Regions from separate parts of the Mus musculus genome. Here region 2 is linked to region 1. A link is a contact called in public Micro-C data. All regions are on one chromosome and are shown on one strand. The core of a region is the stretch at or near the end of the contact, and the rest is flanking DNA. Distances in the headings are between cores, read along the strand shown.

Region 1 (7,024 bases), core at 2,900-5,399:
GGGAATGCCCCTGTAGTAGATCCTGAGAAAGGGCACTAACCTGAAAGCAGGCCAGAAGCAGCTGGAGGCTGCTCTGTTGGCAGTTTTTGATTTTAAATGCTCTTGTTTGTAGAAAGAAGATTCATCTGTTTGGTACAAAAGACTCCTACAGCTTTAAAGTCTGATATACTGGTTTTGTTTGCTTGTTTTGTTTTGTTCTGTTTTGTTTCGTGTAATATGAAGCCACAAATGTTGTAGTAGAAGCCCTGGGTTTTAATATACATCACAATGAATACCTTTTTATAGAAAGGCACTATCTCTTGTGATTATGAAGTTATATACCTCCTATCTCTTACGTTTAATTTTTAACTTAAATAATAGGTATTCTTCAATGTTTTTTTTGTGTCTAATTTCATGGGAAAAAAGCCACTGGTCTAGGATAGATGTGGGAAGAGCTACGGAAAATTTAAAGCTCAAAATGAACATTGGGTAGAAACAGGTTGGAAGCTACTCCTGCCAGGATATGTACAATATCCAAGGTGTGGAATCCAAGGTGAGTTTCATGAACTGCATTTGACTCATGGATGAGGAGCTAGCTCAGGCAGCAAAATGCTTCCCTTAGAAGCCTAAGGACCTTTGCATGACCCTCAGAACCCATGTAGAAACACAGGGCATGGTGGTATATGCTTGTACTCCCACTGGTGCAGAAATAGAGGTAGGCAGATCCCTGGGGCTCACTGGCAGCCAGTCTAGTCTAATTGCTAAGCTCCAGACCAACAAGATGCCCTGTCTCAGAGGAGGCAGATGGTATTATCTCTGAGGATTACACTCAAGGTTCTCCTTTGTCCTCCATAAGAACACGCATGCACATGCATACATTTATATACCCCACTCCTGTATGAACAGGCACGCGTTCATTCATTAAACACAACTGCACCAACAACAGCATATATCGTATCCAGCTCAGAAGGCAAAGAACATTTTGTCTAAACAAAGTTCTGAATTTTATTTGGTACAGAGGGTTTTAATGTTTAAGCCATCAGATCCCTATTGTTAAAAGAGATAAATCATTTCTTGCCCATATAGTTTGAGGTTGTTTTCCAATTCAGAACTATGAGCTAGACTCAACTTTACTACTCTAAAGAAATAAAATGTATGTGTTATCCTAAAATTCCCCAGGCAGAGCTACCACTTAACACGGCTTTCCCCACCGTTACTATCTGCTGTGCTCCAGCACTCTCTTGGGCAATGCAAGTTTCAAAGGATTTCACACTGTGGGACCACAGATAAGAAGGTCTTAGGCTCATGTAGACAATAAATACTGACCACAGTAAGGTGTTATTTCCCACCCCAGATGCGGTATGAACTGAAAGGGGAACTTCCTTCTTGCTTATCCAGAGACTTTATGTCATTTGAAGTTACTCCACCCTGGCATCCTGTTTCCCAACTCCACAGTCAGCTTGGTTTGTTTATTCTCTTGAAGACCCGAGTTCACCTCATCTGAAATTCTTTTCTATCTGAAATATTAAGTAGAGATTCTAAACATTCACCTTGGATGATATACAGAATGTAGAAACTTCCTCCTATGTAAAGACAAACTAACCATGCAATGTTGCCATCCTAGCATGCTTCTCTCTGAGTTCAATGGTACCGTCTAGTAAGCTTTTTAGACAGTGGTTGTATTCCAGGCTGTACTCTGAGGCTAAGATGCCTTTAGCTAACCAGATGTGCATTTGTTACTAAGGATAGGAAACCATAAAGAAATTAAGGCCAACATTATATGCTATACTGCTATCTACTACAGAAAACGTAACCAAAATAACACAAAACAAGAGTGGCCGATAGAGATTTCCAGCAAAAATCATCTGGTTTAGTGTTCTCTTTGCCAGTGTGAAGTGTCACTGTGCATGTCAGGCATGTTTCTACTGGAGCTTTAGAAATATGTAGTTCAAGTATGGATTGTGGTGTAGATTGGAGAGCTCTTAACAATGGAACCATAATGTTTGCTATATTGTACCTATATAGCTATGCACTAGGTCATAGACTTGCCCAAAGTATACTCCAGTGTTGTTTGTATGCACTTATATGAGAGTTAGAAATGTTTGTACTGCTGGACAACCTCTACATTTGAGGTACTCTGATAACACCATAGGCAATGAAAACCATTAAAGCATAGTCATACAATGGAATGTGTCATCTACATCCTCCTACATACATACATGCACACACACAACACATACACATATACACATATATACACACAAATACACACACATATACACATACACACACATATATATATACACACATACACACACATACATACATACACACACATACACAAATACACACACATATACACATACACACATATATACACACACATACACACATATACACACATACACACATATACACACACACACACACACATACACACACACACAGAAAGAGAAGGAGAGAGAGAGAGAGAATGAGGGGGAGAGAGAGAGAGAGAGAGAGAGAGAGAGAGAGAGAGGTAAATCTACAAAGTTGCAACCAAATAGGCAATGTCCCTAGAAAAAGATCATTTTTTTTTCTCCATCAGGACAGGAAAGGCTCTGTGAATAAATTGTATTATGTGATTAATACTGAAGGAAGTTCAGAAAGGAATGAGTTTGAGAGTGTGCCTCACAGGTAGGTCATGGGAAGCCAAGGAGAAATGGAGCAAGCCTGCGAACAACAATAAGAACACTGACAGATGACTTCAAACTTAATTTAGGCACTTAGAGGATTTTCAGAAAAGATTTACACGGGCGTGGGGATAGAAACTAGTTAGTGTTTAGATAAAGATCCCTGTAAAGAAGTAGGTTTCGTATGTGAATGTTGAGGCTGGTAGCTAAGGCCAAAGACAAGAGCCCCGCTAAGGACTGTCAACACAGCGTGGAGGAACGAGGTGTGGCAATCACAGTAAAGCCTGGCATTGTTGGGGACTGTGATGCTGGAGCTCACATACCTTTTATTTCCTAGAAACAGGAAAATCAGATGCTAGGGAAGGAAAAGCTGATTCCAATCAACCCTAAATCAAACGATGTGTTCTCTTCTTTCTTCCTAGCCCTGCATCTCTGAAAGTGGATTTTAAAAATGACCTTTTTTTTAAAATCTTTTTTGTTGTTGTTGTTTTCGAGACAGAGTTTCTCTGTGTAGCCCTGGCTGTCCTGGAACTCACTCTGTAGACCAGGCTGCCCTCGAACTCAGAGATCCACCTGCCTCTGCCTCCCAAGTGCTGGGATTAAAGGCCTGTGCCACACTGACAGTGTTAAACAGCTGTAGGAATTTCTTCAAAAAGTGACTCTGATCATATTTCTGTAGAGGAAAAGAAAAGAATGTGCATATGGATATTGTGCTAAGATAATGAAGCAATGGTGTGTCTTAGCAGTCTTCAAGAGATGCTTTATAGAATTTGGCTACATAATCTCCTTTAGTGACAACTAGACTAAAATTTCAACTGTAGAGGTATATTTCTATTTCAAAAATTTCCAAGTAGGTGTTCCGAGTTCCAGCAATAATTGATACTTTTTTTTGGGGGGGGGATCTTCACCAGTTGCTGAGTTACTGAATTTTCCTGAAATTGTAAGGTAATGTAAGGAATGTAAAATTAATCTAATCTAAGTTAGCTTCATAGCATGGGTTCTAGCCTACCTCTCCATCACTTCATATACTAAAACTGTCAGAACTTCAGGGTTGGAATTTGTCATTGCATGAATTTCTGTCATGTCTCCAATGTAATCTTTCCAATTTTAGACACAGAAGAGATGTCCTACAAACATCTAATCATTTTAATAAGAAAATGTGTTTTCAGTCTCTTTCCTAACCACCTCTTAATTAGTTATGTTTGCTAAAACACAAGATGAGGGGATACTTTAGCATCTGTCAATTAAAGCACAGAACAATTAAACATTGAGTTTAACAGGGCAGGAGGCTGCTGGGAGCGGCCAATGGGAGCAAGTGATTAATTCTGAAATAATGAAAGCACGAAGCAGCAGTCGTCAGTTTCAGGCTTGCAAGGAAATGATGACTGTGAAATTTGTGACACTTGACTTAAAAATCAATGCTCTTGGAAGGTGATATAATAGCTGTAAGCCAGTGGGTGGGTGTGTGTGCAGGGGGAATCAACGTTGACATAGTGAAACTGCTTAGAAACGAGTGGGCAGGGTAATGGCTATGCTGAAGAGCAGCTAATGGAACTAATGAGGCATATCGTGATGGAGGCAAAGAGCTCCTGTCTTCTGAAGCAACTCCGTTCATTTAGCTGACTAATTTGCTTACTCATCTTTTCTTAATCTCTTAGGGAGCCCTTGGTGGTCTGCTACTCTATAATACTTCTCAGAATTGGCCACATAATATTGAGTAGACCAGCACAGTTAGAGGAAGTTTAAAAAGAAGACCTTCATTTCCTCTAATAAAGGGATGATCGCCCAATACCAAAACAAGCCCTGAAGTCATTCTCTCAGAGAGAAAATGAAAGTTCAAGGTGCCCCGCTATTATTTTTTCCAGAGATATCAGGGAAATGGTTTGCACTTGGAGACAAGAGAGTTTCTGTATTTGAAATCTAAAAAGTCTGTGCCTTTGCTGTATTTTCATATGTAAGTCATTCCTAAATCTTGTTGGGCGTGTAAGGACACCTGTCAATGGTTTCCTTTACAGTCTTTTGACTTATAAAAAATAGGACACAAGACAGCCTCCAAAGATCTTCAGACCATGCCAAGCCAGCTCCTTAAAGCTGCACTAGAGCTTGTTCTTGGAAAGCTGGCTTAACTCGGCTGTATAAAAGGTACCTCTTTTAGTGAGTTAAAAGGTTCCAAAAGATAGAGGGTGTTTTTAATCTTGACTTAAACTGACAACTTATCCTACTTAAGCAAGTAAATGTGAATTTCCTCCCACAGCTCTGTGATCATTAGATCATAATTAGGGTACTAAATATGGAATCGCCCAGTAGATAAGTGGAAACATCATAGTACCAAAACCGAGAGAGAATGGTTTTGTTACTCCGTAGGAGCCAGTCAGCAGCAAATTGTTCAGATTTCGAAGAAGATGCTATAGGTAGTTAGTATATATTCAGGAGCTGGGAAGAAAAGAAAAGATGAAGATATGAACAAACTTTAACATACCGGGTGAAGAAGAAAAAAAATCAAAAATATTTCTTAATACAAAGAATATTTATGATTCTAAGAAAATGTTCACAAAATATCTTGAAGTAGGCCTCTCATACAAATTTTCACATGTGGATAATTTCTGCAGGGAAGTACTCTGTAATGCTAGGAGAACTGGGAGCCACAGTTCATCAGAAAGTCATGTAAGTGAGTCAAAACATCACGTGAAGAAGAAAACCCAGGAAGAAGGCTTTGTGATGTCCAAAGCCCACACTTTCCCCTGAGGATGAAGAATTGTGGTATGGTCAGACACCAGGAGTGATATGGAGATTAAAAAAAAAAAGACTTCCCACTCATGAAGAATCAATGTGCTTGCCTTCTCCTTTAAAACATTCTCAAAATGAGGATATTCACCTATTCAGTTTGCTTGTATCCTTTCTGGTGCACCTGCCATTCTGTTTGTAGTTTGTTTCTAGATATGCCCCTTCCACCCTTAAATGCATCTTATCTGATAGCAGTCTGGAGCAGGTCTGGACATGTTACGTGTTTTCTGTTTGTTTCTGAGCCCCACCCAATGTGTACGTTTTCCCATCACTCCAGTTTTTACAAAAGATAATTTAGGTCAGCACCATACCACCCTGGTTTTGTAAAAGTCACATCAAGTTATAATGTATGCATTTTGTGGAGAAGACCCTGACACTGCCCTTCGTCTGAGGTGTTTGTCCTCACACATATGATATTAAAATGCACAAAACTCTGTTTCTTTGTTGTACAGCCCTACCCTATGAGCAGACCAATTGGCATCTTCATAAGACCAGCTCTGTCTGCTTGCAAAAGATTGTCAGGGATGGGCTTTTTAATTGTTAACCATTCCATCAGAGAAGGGGTATCCGCCACTCATCTCTGTCATTTGTATGTCATTCTACCATAACTGCATGTGGCCTGCAGGGTCTCAGGGAGACACTGGTGTATGTAGGCTGAACAAGACTCTGGCATGTTGGTTACAATTCAAAATATTAGAAATGTGTGTGTGTGTAAGTAAAATTGATTGTTAATTAGTTGTGTTAGATAGTCCAATCTTATCTAACTTTTTACATGAACACAGCTAATTAAACTATTCCCCATTAAAGCCATATGTATGCATTATCTCAGTGATTCCCCATGTATGTGGTATTAGTTCATAATTTTGCCAATACATTAATAATACATTTTGCTTTTGAGTAAAGCCCAAAAAAGCCCTGTGAACCATAATAAATTTGTTCATCTAATAACTAGATTTTTTTTCAGAAAAATACTAGTGACCTTGAGATCCATGAGATATTTTTAAACTCTGGCTGACGTGGCATACCAGTTTTTCTAAACACAGCTGCTGGTGAGTCTGTAGATGTCATCCTGGGGAATCAGAAACAAGATCAGACAGATATTTAACCAAATTGGTGTAGTGGGTCAAACTCAATTGATGTCGTTTTCGAGAACTAATATAATGCAAGAGAGAAACGGCCTTATGTGGGTCTAAATACTAAAGGCTAAATCTTATGCTACAGAGAAATGTATCAAGGTTATAGAAAGTGCTTAGAATTACAGTTTGTTAGAAACAAAAAAAAAAGTGGGGGTAGATCATCAGATACCTGAACATACTCTAAAGCACTGTCACCATTTCATTAGGCCACACCAGGGAAGATTGTCTATCTCTTGGAGCACACAGCAAGTTCTCACCACATTCTGTTCTCAACCCTGTGAGTGAGTATGTTGTGTCTTCAACAGAAATCAAGTCTGAAAACAGACCTTTCTCACCCACATATATCTTACCCCTTCCACCTCCTCCACCTTAAGTTTTCTTTCATTTGGCCTTTTATGTGATACAAAATAAGACACAGGGAACAATAATGATGACTCTGGGAATTATTTTAAA
Region 2 (7,024 bases), core at 3,352-5,851, 160 kb after region 1:
TAAGAAAACAGTACTAATTTGTGTAATTTTGCTTTTTCTACATGAGTTAAGCCAGTCCAGTGATTATTTGGGGAAATAAAACCATTTACTTCTAGAATACTTTAAATGAAAAAAATTGTCCTTCATTCTCTCCATTTTTAAATTAATGAGAGAAACTAGGCTTTTATCCTTTCCACTCAATGCACCGTTTGTCTAAGTCCACTTTATGCTACGAAAGCATAATCTTTGAGTCCAGGAAATTTAGCAAAACAAGAGACATAGTTCTCATAGTTTGGAGGCTAGGACACCACACAAAAGCATAGGAAGAGAGCTAACTTCAGCTCAGTATGCCGGAAGACATCACATGCTCAGAACACGGAGAGCATCTTGAGAGCTCTGATCTTAGTTATCTTGGGAAATTAATTACTAACCCCTTCATGGGGGTCCCACCCTCAGGAACTCATGTAACCCAACTTGTCTCGGAGAAGGCTCCACCAACAAACACCATCAGCACCTGAATTGACATGTTAAGGTTTGAACACAAAAGCATTTAGGAGATGCCAGGAAACCATAGCAGTCTGCAACTCTTATGTCACCACAGTCAAGGCAGAATGGAAACATAGGTGACTACAGTAGAAGAGCAGCCTCTAAGTAAACTAAGAGGCAAGCTGTGGTACATGAAGGACCTGACTACATTGTTCTCCTGTCTTCCAACAGCCGGCTCTTTCCACCTACCTACAGCAGGCACACTGTCTGCCTGCAGAAAGCTCTGGTATACCTTTTCACAATCATACTGTTTTTATACCTGTGGCCTATTGACTTTAAGGATGTTTAGAAGCTGTGGACTTAGAGAGTGAATCTTAACCACTGACAATTGCTTAACAAGCACACATCTTTAACAGTACAGAGGACTGAGCACTGCTTATCAGGCTGAGGTGGCCTCCTGACAGTGTCAACTACATAGTTGTGTGATGTTCAGTTATATTTATACAGAATTTGAAGAAGTCTGTTCTGCATTTATAGGAAACTAAAGCTAAAGGGTCTTTGTATTAAAACCAAAAGTAAAAAGCACTAGCAAAACAAGCAGAGAAAAGCAGCTGTTAATCGGATTACAAGGTCAAAATTATTGTTTCAGAGCTCGCTTATTTGACACCTTTATAACCTGAACTCAGATCTGGTACTGCCTTTGGTCGGGGAAGAAAGTAATCTTTCATACATTGCTCATTGCTATGAAATATCCTTCAAGCCTTCCAGCATAATGTGTTACCTGAAGTTCCTATTACTTGAGATTTACTACTGTGGTTTGAGTTGGAAGTGCTAGAGACACCTCTAGACACAGAAACACACACACACACACACACACACACACACACACACACACACACACACACACACACACCATAGAGCAGCAGTGATCCATTAAGCTATGCCACTCTCTAAAGTCCTCGGCCTGGATTAGCTGCCTCAAATTGCTCAAAGACAAGATAGAAAGGTGAGACAAGAGTGCCTAGTCCTTCCAGACAGGTTTTGAATTGAACTAAGGATGGTGAAGACTCCTATCAGCATTATGCAATCCTAGACAAAGAAGGCAGGGCCCACAGGATTGCAAAGAGCATACACGTATCACAGAGGAATGGCTTTTGTTGTTGATTGTAGACTCATTTTAAACCAGGTGTAGTGGCACAGGCCTTTAATCCCAAAACTCTTGAGGGAGATGCAGGCAGGTTTGAGTTCAAGGCCAGCCCAGTCTACAGAATGAGTTCCAGGAAATCTAGAATACATAGTGGGATCATTTCATACATACATACAAAGAGATAGATAGATAGATAGATAGATAGATAGATAGATAGATAGATAGGCAGAGAGATAACAAAAAGATTTATTTTGTTGTTATTTATGTATATAGTTTGTGTCTATGTATGTATGCGTGCCACTTGTTGTCCACAGAGGCCAGGAGAGAGTGCTGGATCCCCTGGAGAAGGAGTTACAGGTGGTTGTGAGCAGCTAAATGTGTGTGCTGCAAACCAAATTCGGTTCCCTAGAAGAGCAGCAAGTGCTCCTAGCAGCTGAGCCACTTCTCTAGCCTAAGGGGAAGTGGGTTTATAAAGAACAGGATAAGAAAGATAAACAGAATGTTAAAGGGGGCCCAAAGACAAGCCACAGATTTCATCAGAGCCAGGCCAATCTATAGAACACATAACAACCTTAGCTAGGGTAAGGCTGGCACTCCAGAACCTCAGCTAGGGCAACTTGGCATACTCTCCCTGCTTTCAAACTACTTATCCCACCACATTTCTCCCTCCCTTCCTTCCTTCCTTCCTTCCTTCCTTCCTTCCTTCCTTCCTTCCTTCTTTCTTTCTTTCTTTCTTTCTTTCTTTCTTTCTTTCTTTCTTTCTTTCTTTCTTTTTTGAAATAGGTCAGCTTGACAAAAGGGCAAATGACTAAGCTGAAACACATTTCCCTAAGTTCAGCCAGAGGAAGTTTCATTAGAAGACGAAAGCCATGAGCCAGCACAAACAGGACAGATGAAAGTGTGGGAGAGAAGAAACATGAGAAGGACAAAGAAGAAAGGGTGTAGCACTGTTATTCTGTTACGGATGACACATATAAGGAAGTCCGGAGGAATTTGCTTATTAATACTCTACCCTACCTGAGGTAGGGCTCCAGACACATCCATCTTGGTTAGCTCCAAATTAGAAGAGCAAACATGAACGAAGCGCTTAAGCACTGACTGTAAGGTGGACCTGAATTGTGATTGGGGTCTAAAGCTTATCGACAGATATGGGACTCTACTGTATCCTGTTGCCCCAAGAGCAGGTAAAATCAGACCAGAATTCACCTTCTCTGGGATTACGAAGCAGGAAAAAAAACCATTAATGATTTCATGAGTGTCATGCACTTAGGAAGGTATCCAGGGAAGGAAGGAGCGGCTCAACCTGGGAAGAAGAAACCTTACCTGTTTGACCTTAGTAATGGCATAGCTATTTGTTTGGAGAAAGGATTTGCTGTTGAAGATAGCTATGCTACAAGAGCCTGGGTCTCACCCTTTTCTTTTCTCCACCCTCTCCCTCCCCCATCCCTCTACTGCCGCTGCCCCCCACCCCCCAGTTAAGGAAGTCACTCCAACTCTTTCCCTAAATAGTCCCTACCTCAGGTCCCTGCCCCTAGCCCTCCCCTTGTCAGCTGTCCATAAGACACTAGAGTAGACTGCAATCGCTCTGTATGAGGTACATAGGCAGGAAGACAACAGGTCAGAGAAGGAAAAAGGCTGCAGTCTCTTCCCTGGAGGATCTCAAAGTCCACCCCAGGAGGCAAACCCATAAAACAATAACAATACAATATGCCAAATACCATAATGGAAACTGTCTATGCTTGGTGCTACAAGATAATGGGAATGACTGATGTTTCAAAGAAGTACTGGGAGTGTACGGGGGGGGGGGGGAGGAGGGCAGAGATTCAGGGAAAGAAGGTTTGTGCAACATTAAGGCAAAATGAAAGGACATACATTATGTTGGGGACATGGCAAGTGTCTGGCTGGAAGCAGAGAATAGGGCCAATTCAGGAGATAACAATAAAAAGACAGGCTGGGTTGTTTAACAAGGAGCATAGACTAAAACACAAAGGAGTGTATCAGACTTCATGTCACAGGCAAAGGGAGTCATTAACGTTTGCAGGAAGGAGATAGCAAACAGATTTTATTATAGAAAACGATGAAAAGATTATAGAAGGAAAATGGTAATTCTAAGAATTTAACTAGAAGGTAGACACCCTCCAGTTCTTCCTAAGCAGTCAGTGTGATCTTGTGCTTTAATTATATGGATATCATTTGCAAGCCATTATACCTGCCTGCGTGTCTCAAACCCACACCTAAAATATTCAAATATTTAAATTTTCTAATTTACAAGCTCATCCTGCAAAATCCCTTTCTCCTTAACGGAAAAATTTATACTTCCCTCGCCTCTGCGCAGCATTTGTTTTTACGTGATTCAAAAGCACTTGCTAAACAGCATGTGTAGTCACCACCCTGCGGGGCCTTTGGTCTACATGGTGTTTTCTAAGTGTATTCCACAGGCTCTAACCGCCCTGTCCTCAGGACTGCTGGAGAGCGAGAAGGTCAGCTGGGTGAGTGTTTGCACAGGCGTATTTAAAACGCACGGCTCTGCTTTCCTTTTGGCTGCAGGTCGCGGGGCTATGACTTCCTATCTTAGGCTAATCAGGACTTGGGTGCCACGCTGACACCGGCGGGTATATTTCTTACCCGTAATTCAATGTGGAAGCTTGAGTCCCTGAAACTGCAGCAGCTTGCAGAGGATATTCCTAGACTCTAGCAGCATTCTTTCGAACATCTGTAGCGTGGGTATGAATGAAGGGCTTCCATGTGCAGGTTCCGATCACTTATGTTGTATGATTTGTGGACTACAGGCCACTAAATGTTTTTAATACTTCTATACAATCCAATAAAGGAAAAAGAAAAAAAAGCAGGGGTTTTGTAACCTTGGAACTGGCCTAAATTGGCCATTATTGCATTTGTTGCACAGAAATCTAAGTGGAATGGTGCCTGGTATCATTCTCAAGGGTTGGCTCTCAGCTTGGTGGAGGGCACTCTAATCAGCTGCTGAAATCTAAACTGATTACTTGTGAAGTGTCAACAGATGTACAAGCGCCCCACCACCACTTCCACCCCACTCCCGCCCCTTGCCGAAACAGAAACATGTATATATTTTGCATCAACAAGCTGAAGGAATACAACTCAGAAGTGGAGAGGAAAAAAACAAAAAAAACCTCAGTCTCATTAAATTCAGTGGGAAAATATTATACATATTATTATAACACTTCAAACAAAAAGATAGAAAAAGAAAAAATGAAAAACAGGTATAGGAAGTGTGGAGGGGAGGAAAAAGGGTTTTTTTATTATTATTACAAAAAAATTACACGGGCGATATACACTTATATTTTAAATATTTATTTTTTTCTTACGAAAGACATATGACACCTCTAATATTGAACTTTAAAAACAGAGTCTTGTCATGTTCCACCATCTCCTGCTGCAAAGCCAGGGCCACTGGCTGATGCAGGCTGGAGCCTCCAGCTACTGCCCCAATCAGTTTCGCTCCCATTCCCCACATATCAATCTGCTTGATGAAGTTTCCCAAGCCTGCCCTCCTGGTGATTTAGATCTGAGTCACCGGCGGGCACCTCCCTAGAGGATTCTGATTCAGAGCACCTGGGGTGAGGTCTGGAAAGCTTGGCTTTAAAAGCCATCCTGGACAGTTCTCATGATCCAGCAAGGCTGGCAAACGGGGCCTTGGTGACATAATTACTGTTAAATGCTTTGGCTGTGAGGATAACTGTTTTCCCCAAATTCCATAATTTCTTTGTGACGGGAGGTCTCCAGGATACCATCTGACTTTACACATGCATCCTTAACGAGTCTGTCACGGTGTAACTAAATGGGCTAATGGTACCCCTTACATGAGTAGCTAATAATTTCCCAGCCAGTCAATCTCCAAAGAAAATAATTCTCCAAACTAAAGCAAAAATATACCTAACAAAATTTAGCCTGGCTAATCAAAAAACAAACAAACAAAAACAATTTGCCACTGGTGACCTGGAAGATGGTATCTGCAGTTAGGGCCAGCTCCTCCTGAAATGTTCACATAGACAGAGCCAGCTAATTTCCCTGGTAAATGCGAGTGAGTCAGCATCCCAACAATGATTTAGACTGCGAAGGTGAGCGCACTAAAATCTGTGCTGGGTCCCAGCACAATTCTATATGGAATTACAACAGTAAATCCAGTAAGGGACCAGGAAAACTGCCACTCAGGCAAGAGAGGAAGACAGAGTTGTAAGCCAATTCAGACACTGCCAGTATCCTCACAGGAATAAAGGCCAGGGACTGGAAGCACTTTTAGAAATTTGGTATTATCGGTTTTCACCTGGAAATCTCTCCTAAGAAATGTCGGCCTGGAAAACTGTAGCCAGTATCCACAAACTATGCTGAATGAAGCCTTCAGAGATGATTTCATGAGCTTTGTAGCATGTCTCCATATTTCTCTCCCTTCGTTTGGTAGGGGGGGGGGGTGGGGGGGAACGGGGGTTGGGGGGGGGGGGACTTGTCTTTTGAGACAGGATTTCTTTGTAGCCCTGACAGTCCTGAAACTCACTCTGTAAACTGGTCTAACCCCAAATTCAGAGATCCGCCTGCCTCTGCCTCCGGATTGCTGGCATGCACCACTACTACCCTGTTTCCCCATCCCATCTTGTATTATTTTTATGTCACAAAGTATTTCATTTTAGGACAACAGAATTAGTATCCAAACTACCATGTATACATACACCTTTGTGCTACATTATAAATGGAAACCAGAGGATATTTGTCTCCAAAACATGTATTCGTTTCAAACAAAATATCACTTTAAATATAAATGAATTTGAATTGCCAAGTCAACGATTTAAAAGCTTTAGGTTTAAAATGCATACAGGTGACATACATAAGATATAAATTAGAGAAAAAGCATTCAAGATCTATCTTACTTCTGCTTTTTAGCATACCAGCATGATTTATTTGCAAGCATATGGACAAAGGTGGCAAGAGACAAAAATATGAACATAAAGCATGTCTAAAGCGTTATTATTCCTTAGACGTAATTAATATAGATTTTTGATCATAAAAGTTAAAACAAAAATCTGTAAAAAAAAATCTACAAGAAAACCTGATTCACAGCACTAACGCAACAAACAAACAAACATACAGACAAGCAATTTAATGCTCCTCTTGATAATTAGAAGGGGAATGCATAGTGAAAAGGAACAGTTGCATTCTGGGAGGCAGAGGAGGGCTGGTCATAAGGAAGGGCTTTCTAGGAATCACAGCTGATCAACCTACAAAGCTCATGCCACCCTCAGCCAGTACTGCAAGAGAGAAGTCACACTGCAGAGCCCACCTGTCACGAGAGCTGTCAAGGACATTACTGTTTTGTTTAGGAAGTTGTTCTAAATGACCTTTGGGGCCCTGTCCAAGTGTTTGACTCAAGGGTTATTTTCA

What was found. A called contact is a pair of places that touch in the nucleus more often than the background predicts.
Region 2: a contact with region 1 is called in a Micro-C map of the G1E-ER4 cell line, with 2.5 times the contacts expected there. The contact joins two enhancer-like sites. A contact is called at or near these places in 5 of 484 Hi-C or Micro-C datasets (the G1E-ER4 cell line, olfactory sensory neurons and reprogramming fibroblasts) and 1 of 115 datasets of contacts at active chromatin or transcription factors (CD8 T cells).

The regions. Positions count from the first base shown.
Region 1 is chr1:69,494,957-69,501,980 of GRCm38.p6, forward strand. No RefSeq gene overlaps it. Among named protein-coding and RNA genes, the nearest start is that of Gm28497, 67 kb to the left of the region's middle. Within about 2 kb of position 4,150, at least 36 of the 459 cell types and tissues checked have an H3K27ac peak or open chromatin away from gene starts, as enhancers often do. A contact at or near this core is called in CD8 T cells and the G1E-ER4 cell line, where this site is marked.
Region 2 is chr1:69,653,035-69,660,058 of GRCm38.p6, forward strand. All of the region lies in intron 3 of Ikzf2 (IKAROS family zinc finger 2), which reads right to left. Among named protein-coding and RNA genes, the nearest start is that of Ikzf2, 29 kb to the right of the region's middle. Within about 2 kb of position 4,602, at least 59 of the 459 cell types and tissues checked have an H3K27ac peak or open chromatin away from gene starts, as enhancers often do. A contact at or near this core is called in CD8 T cells and the G1E-ER4 cell line, where this site is marked.